2 separate regions of the Macaca mulatta genome follow, and region 2 is linked to region 1. A link is a contact called in public Hi-C data. All regions are on one chromosome and are shown on one strand. Each heading gives the region's core, a stretch centred on a gene start, on an enhancer-like site or on the middle of the called end of the contact. The rest is flanking DNA. Distances are from core to core; before and after follow the strand shown. Region 1 overlaps LOC106998496 (a long non-coding RNA gene). Region 2 has its middle 230 kb from the start of JADE1.

Region 1 (3,235 bases), core at 385-2,884:
ACTCATTAGACATCCTCCTGATGAACATGTCGAGGCAGTTAGAGACCAGAATTGGAAGTTCAGGAAGGGATTTATGCTGGAGACAGAAATTTGGGAGTTGTCAGAAAGCAGATGGTATTTAAAGTCATGAGGGGATGAGATCACCAGAAGAGGAAATGTAGAGAAGAGGGCATTCTCAGGACTGCTTGGCAGGGGTATTTTCAGCCTAGGTAAACTCACTGAAAAATTACTGAAAAATGTCCAACTTTGTAAAAATCCATGCCTAAAGTCTTCAAAGAGGTAACAGTTTGACACATGCAAAGAGGATTAACAATATAAAAAACAAGATTATTCTAAACATTAAAGTTTATGTTGTGTTTACTATGTGTCAGGCACAATGTTGCTTTATATAGATTATCACATTTAATCTTCATCTCGATCTTGTGGGGGTAATATCATTTCTATTTTTCATGTGAAGAAACTGAGGCTTAAAGGATTTAAATAATTTGTTAAAGGTCTCACAGCTAGTAAATAGTGAGCCTGGGATTCATATCCTTGTGATCTGCCTACACTGCCTTCCATTCTAATGGCTGCACTATCCTGCCTCAAGTACTGGACGAGGACAGAAAGAAGCCAGTTATGGGGCTCTAGATCCCTCTTGACTGCCCAAAACAACCACATCAAAGCAACATTTTTACACACACCACACCATACACACAGACACACACACACACACGCACACACACATGCACACACAATCAAGAGCTGCAGCCTTAGAAGATATAAGAACATTCCATCTTTCAGGCTGACTGCCCCTTACTTACTGCCATGTCAGCTCCCTGAGAGAGGTCCTAGAAACTTTGGTGTGATGGAGGAAGGACTTACAGTGGAGGAAACCCATGTTTCCAAGGACCATGGTCCAACAATAGGCAATGGAGAGAGCACCCCAGGCTCCAAAGAGCAACATCAGCATCTGGGTTATGAACACAACCAACCCTGTGTTTTTAAGAACTCTGTCTTTCCTGAAATATCCTTCTTTTGGCTTGCTGTTATTTGCCACTTTTACAAGCTACTGAGCCACATCACTGGTGTGAACAGTTTCAAAGCTTACATATTTCTTCTTGTAATCAGTTTAGTCGATCTTGTAACTATAAAGAGTGAGATGGTAAATCCTGAGCTCTCATTCTGAGTCAGAATTTATGACAAGAACAACGTGCTTGTGCCCAAACAGAACCATGCATGTATGGTAATACAGCACTTGAAATTTATGTACTTCCTTTTATCCAAGGAACAGAAAGTGCTTCTATAAAATGGATTAAGAGCCAACTGTCTACAGCAGGCAATGGGAACAGTTCAAAAAAGGACTGCTGAGAGAATCATTTAATTTCTGCAAGGCCAGGGTTTGCACTAGACAACCATGTGTCCCAGTGTTTCACAGAAATGGTTCCAGGAGACCACTGCCATTTCAACCCCTGCTCAACAGGGATGAATTCAACTGCATCTTTGCCCACCAGTTGTATATGAAGATATTCTTTCATCCCTGCGGTTTAGTGCTGGTTGCTGCACAGGACTAGCCCCTGGTATTAGCTGAGGAGATCACCAGCAGAATGGATCCTGTCATTCCTTTCCACTGACTAACTGGTTGGCTCTTCTCCTTAGTAAGGGAGAGCCTTTATGATTCACTGTGCTAGCATGAAAAAACTCTAGTCTTGTAGATAAGCCCACTATAATTTATGACCCCACTGTAAAATAGGATGGCTTCTCTATATCACACACTTTAAAATGTACATGCTACAGTCGGTCCTTGCATTAGTTACCTGTCGCTGCATAACAAATTATTCAGAACTTAGTGCCTTAAAACGTTTATTATGTCCCAGTGTCTGTGGGTCAGGAATCCTGGCATGGCTTGACTGAGTCTTCTGCGTCAAGTCCTCTCTCAAGATCTTAGCCAGGGCTGTAGTCATCTCCAGGCTAGACTAGGGGAGGATTTGCTTCCAATAATGAGGTATTTGGCATGATTCAATTCTTTGAGGGCTATGAGACTAAGGCCCCAGTTTCTCACAAGCTGTTGGTTAGAGATCTCCTTCATTCCCAAGAGAGAGCACCAGCACGAATGAAGTGACAGTCTTTTGTAACCTAATCACAGAAGTGACATCTCATCACCTTTGCCATATTCTATTTGTGGAAGCATGTCACCAGTTCACATTTAAGGGCACGGGCTTACCCAGGGCATGAAAACCAGAAGGCAAGGATCACTGGGAGCCACTTTAGAAGCTGACTACCACCGTCCGACGTACATTGTCACACTTGTCCTTATAATGATCCTCCAATGCATTGTTAGTCCTCTCATTTCACAGGTAGGGCAAGTTCTCAGACTTTAGTACTTGCACCTACTGACACTGACATTTATCTTTAGTGACTCATAGTGTTCATTCATGTATGCATTTATTCCATGACTATGATGTGAAAGTACAAAATATTAGGTATGCTACTGTGCTAGGTGCCAGTAAGTTTTTATTCTTGGTAAAATATAGGTGTGTACAGCATCCTAGTAGTTCTTCAATGAATATTTCTTGAGAGTAAGAACTGTTTGTAATATATATATATGTATATAGTAGTGCTTAATTTATTGTGTTATACCAATAGTACGTGGTAGTAGTAATTGGTATTTATATTATTAGATATAAAAGTTATTATAAGAATATAATAATTCTCATGAGTTGTTAATCTATTTTTATAGTTTTGACATATATAACTGGGAGTCCTCTTCTGGTTTTTGAGGGTCTAGGATTCAATAACTTCTATTTCAGAGATGAATAAATACAGTTGAATAGTGGTTACGATATAGACGACACCCCAGAAACTGAAATGGAGAATTTCATTCTAGTCCTATTTATAGCCCAAACTCTATGTACATGTACTACATGGGAAAAGCTCACATGTAACTTGAGTCAGCTCCACATTAAACACACATTGAGTACCTGCCATAGGCATTATTAGTAAGGCTCATCATCGTATTGCTGGTGAGATCATGTACAAAAATAATTTTGCAAATTGAAAAGTACACATAAATATAAAAGAATTTTTAAAATTGTTTGTGCTGCTTCCTTAACTCAGGGAAGCCTACAAGGTGCCAAGTGCTGTGGTAAGTGCTTCTTAAAATGTTACTTAATCCTTCTCACAACTGCTCTGAAAAGTAAGGTCAGAGCTCCTGGTTGCTGGTAGTTCAAAAAGGGTTCATTTCTGTCTGCTGAGA
Region 2 (3,235 bases), core at 272-2,771, 120 kb after region 1:
GAGCTTTATTATAATGCTTTCCCATGTATGATGTGCATTTGTGACTAACATCTGTTGGATAGTATTTGAGATTAGGAAAACTTGTTTTATTAAAAAACAGGGAAATTTTACTTAATAAGTTAATATGGATGGGAAATCTATTTTTAAGAAGTTCCATTTGTGAAAAGGTATAAATACATGGTCACACATAGTTACATTTTGTTGATAGAAATAGGTTTTATTAGATCAGTAGACTCTGGCAACACGGACGTGGTCAGCAAGACATTCTGAGGAGTAGCCATGATGAAGAGAAAGAAGTCATCAAGTTTTCCATTCTTACAACCACAAAAGAGAGAGAAGAAATGGGGTTCAGTTGGGACAACAACAGAGGTCATATAGAAATGGCTGGGCTGGAGTTCAAAGGACACGGTGAGCCTATGAACTCAGGAATTCCCTGGACAGATTTCCATCTGTGGTTTGTCCTGAGGGCACCATCATGGCCAACATAAGTAAACCAGGTGTTTGTGGATCCATGTTGCCTCACCCATCCTGTGTGTAATCATTCACTGGCGTGGAATACAGCAGGGCTATTCTTTACAGGGCTTTTGTGGGCTGGTTTCCATTGGGAATCACTGTGATAGCCGCTACCCAGTGGTTCTCCTTGCTCCTTATTTCTGCTAAAAGGGGATGTGTTTTCCCAGAGGAGTCAGCAGCTGACTAAACCAAGCGACCACAGTCTGGGGTAGGCTCACAAAGGCCCAGTTCTGATGAATGCCCCCATAAATAAAAGGGTTACACTTTTTGCTGGCATAATTCCAAGAACTTGTGCTTTATGGCTTCCTCTTAAACTAGTCAAAAGAAGCTGTTCCATGCTTTATACCTATGTATTAAGCTAGTTTCCCAGCCACTCTTTTGCTTTTGTTTTTTCCCAGAAAACTTGGAGGCCCCAGAGTATACGCAACAGTTTCAGTGCATCCTTGGAAGACCTTTTCTACCTTCTCGATTGTGATGTTTTTTCTTAGCTTCTCCGCAGTGCTTACCATACAACCAAATTAATTCACTGAATTAAGTATGCTCTGTGTGAGATGTGAACAAAGCAAAAGCTGCTGGGAACAGAGTAAGTACAAAATAAGATGTAAAATCCTTCCACCCTCACAAACAAACAAGACCAAAAACTAGGATCTTGGGTTTGACATTTTGTGGCTCTTTTAAAATTCCAAAATATTCCTTATGCATTAAATAGGGACAGTGTAATGCTCAAAATTGGGTTAAAGATCAAGGATTCCAAGTAAATCCAAAATAAAGATGATTGAAAAGAGCTAAAGAATTTTGGTGAATTTCCAAGAATTCCAACTTTTTGGTTGGGTTTGTTTTGTTAATAATATACCCCTTATAGCAGAAAAACTTAGGTCCAAACCTACAAACAAAACCTTCAGTGTAATGTTTTTATTATTCCCAGAGGAGCAAGATTGCTGAGAACCTATCCACTTGACCAATTAAAAACTAGTCACCATGCAGAAAGTGCATTCTTAGAATGCCTCATAGAGTGACTCTTCTGTCTATGAGGTGTTTTTATTTTGTATGGACTTTAGTTTGGGATTCCAGCAGTCAGGAATGTCTAAATCTACATTCTCCCCAGAGTCCATCTGGTCCCCTAGAGAACAGTGAGAATTAAATATTAAACCACGGTAATAATGCTAATCTCAATGACGAATATCTACAGTTTAATGTTTAATCCTTACTATGCTCTAGGGCATTTGACTCCAAATACCTGTGTGATAATGGTTAAGTGGGCAACCCCACAGTTACCTATTCCTTTACTCGTAATACCTTCCAATTTTATAGCTCTTAGAGTAACACTTTCATTGTAATAATCTCATTTAATCCCCATAACAACCCTGTGTGTTATGTGTTATTATCATTATATGTTCACAAATGAATTCTATGAGATTAGGTGACTTTCCTAAATCTTACAGCTAAGTTAAGTGTCAGAACTGATACTGGAATGATAACATACAGCTCCAAGTCCCAGCACTTGCTTACAGCCACAGTTACCTTCCAGGTAATTACTTTCTATACTTTCGAGATACATTCTCAAAGGAACACTTTAAGAAAAGTTTTTTCTATCATCACAAATTAAAGGGACTTTGGTACCTAAGACAGGTCAACCGTTGTTTGGTGCAGAATGACCTAGAATTTAATGACATATGATCTACCAGATTGTAAAGGAAACTGAAAATATGGAGGAGGAGCAGCATAATTAAAGAAAAACCAAGCAGTAGATTTTTACTGCTCAGCTTTATTTTTAAAAAGCTAAATATTTAAGGTTATTTAAAGTCATTTTGAAGCTGATACCATGGTTTCAAAACATTGTCTAAATGAGGCCTTTTAGGGCTATGCAAGTTGTTGGAACTATGGACCCTTTTTCACCAGCAGGGGGCAGTAGGCATTTCCCCATTGTTGTCCTCCTGTTGTACTAAGCGCCCCAGGCCTGGCTCCCCACCACCACCCTCGACCAGGAGTCTGAGGATAGCACAATAGAGTGTGCTGACTTGGTTTAATTCCTGAAAGTCTCGAGCTCTAACACTCTCTAGTAGAATGCATCATGGTATTGGGTTTCTCTACAAATTTTATATAAATTCCAGGAATTGGGAAGAAAAAGTTCAAGGATGTGCAATTAACTTTTGTTATTCAAGATCAAAATAAGCTACTAAAATATTTTTGTTAATTGTTGGAAGTCCAATTTGTACTTATCTTTAATGAACAAGGAATGCCAGAGCCTACCAGGGACATTGATGGTAATAGTCAGCTCACTTTCTTTCGTTTTTTTTTTTGGAGGCTGAGTTTCATTCTTGTTGCCCAGGCTGGAGTGCAATGGTGCGATCTCGGCTCACCACAACCTCCGCCTCCTGGCCTCCTGGGTTCAAGCGATTCTCCTGAGTAGCTGGGATTACAGGCATGCGGCACCACCCTCAACTAATTTTGTATTTCTAGTAGAGACAGGGTTTCTCCATGTTAGTCAGGTTGGTCTCGAGCTCCTGACCTCAGGTTATCTGCCTGCCTCAGCCTCCCAAAATGCTGAGATTACAGGCTTGAGCCACAGCGCCCAGCCTAGTCTGCTCACTTTCTAGAGCGAATCCTTTTCCCTCTACTCTGCGAAAAGAGCTGAATAAAGAAAATCACAAATTTATATCAACCTGGGCAGTTGAGTTACAAGTCAGTTATGTCCAGGCCAGCAAAATGGCTGAATGCCTAG

What was found. A called contact is a pair of places that touch in the nucleus more often than the background predicts.
Region 2: a Hi-C map of fibroblasts shows a contact between it and region 1, with 2.7 times the contacts expected there. The contact joins two enhancer-like sites. A contact is called at or near these places in 2 of 14 Hi-C or Micro-C datasets (fibroblasts and liver).

Annotation. Positions count from the first base shown.
Region 1 is chr5:137,214,062-137,217,296 of T2T-MMU8v2.0, forward strand. All of the region lies in intron 2 of LOC106998496 (a long non-coding RNA gene), which reads left to right. Among named protein-coding and RNA genes, the nearest start is that of PGRMC2, 160 kb to the left of the region's middle. Within about 2 kb of position 1,635, at least 4 of the 40 cell types and tissues checked have an H3K27ac peak or open chromatin away from gene starts, as enhancers often do.
Region 2 is chr5:137,337,795-137,341,029 of T2T-MMU8v2.0, forward strand. No RefSeq gene overlaps it. Among named protein-coding and RNA genes, the nearest start is that of JADE1, 230 kb to the right of the region's middle. Within about 2 kb of position 1,522, at least 2 of the 40 cell types and tissues checked have an H3K27ac peak or open chromatin away from gene starts, as enhancers often do.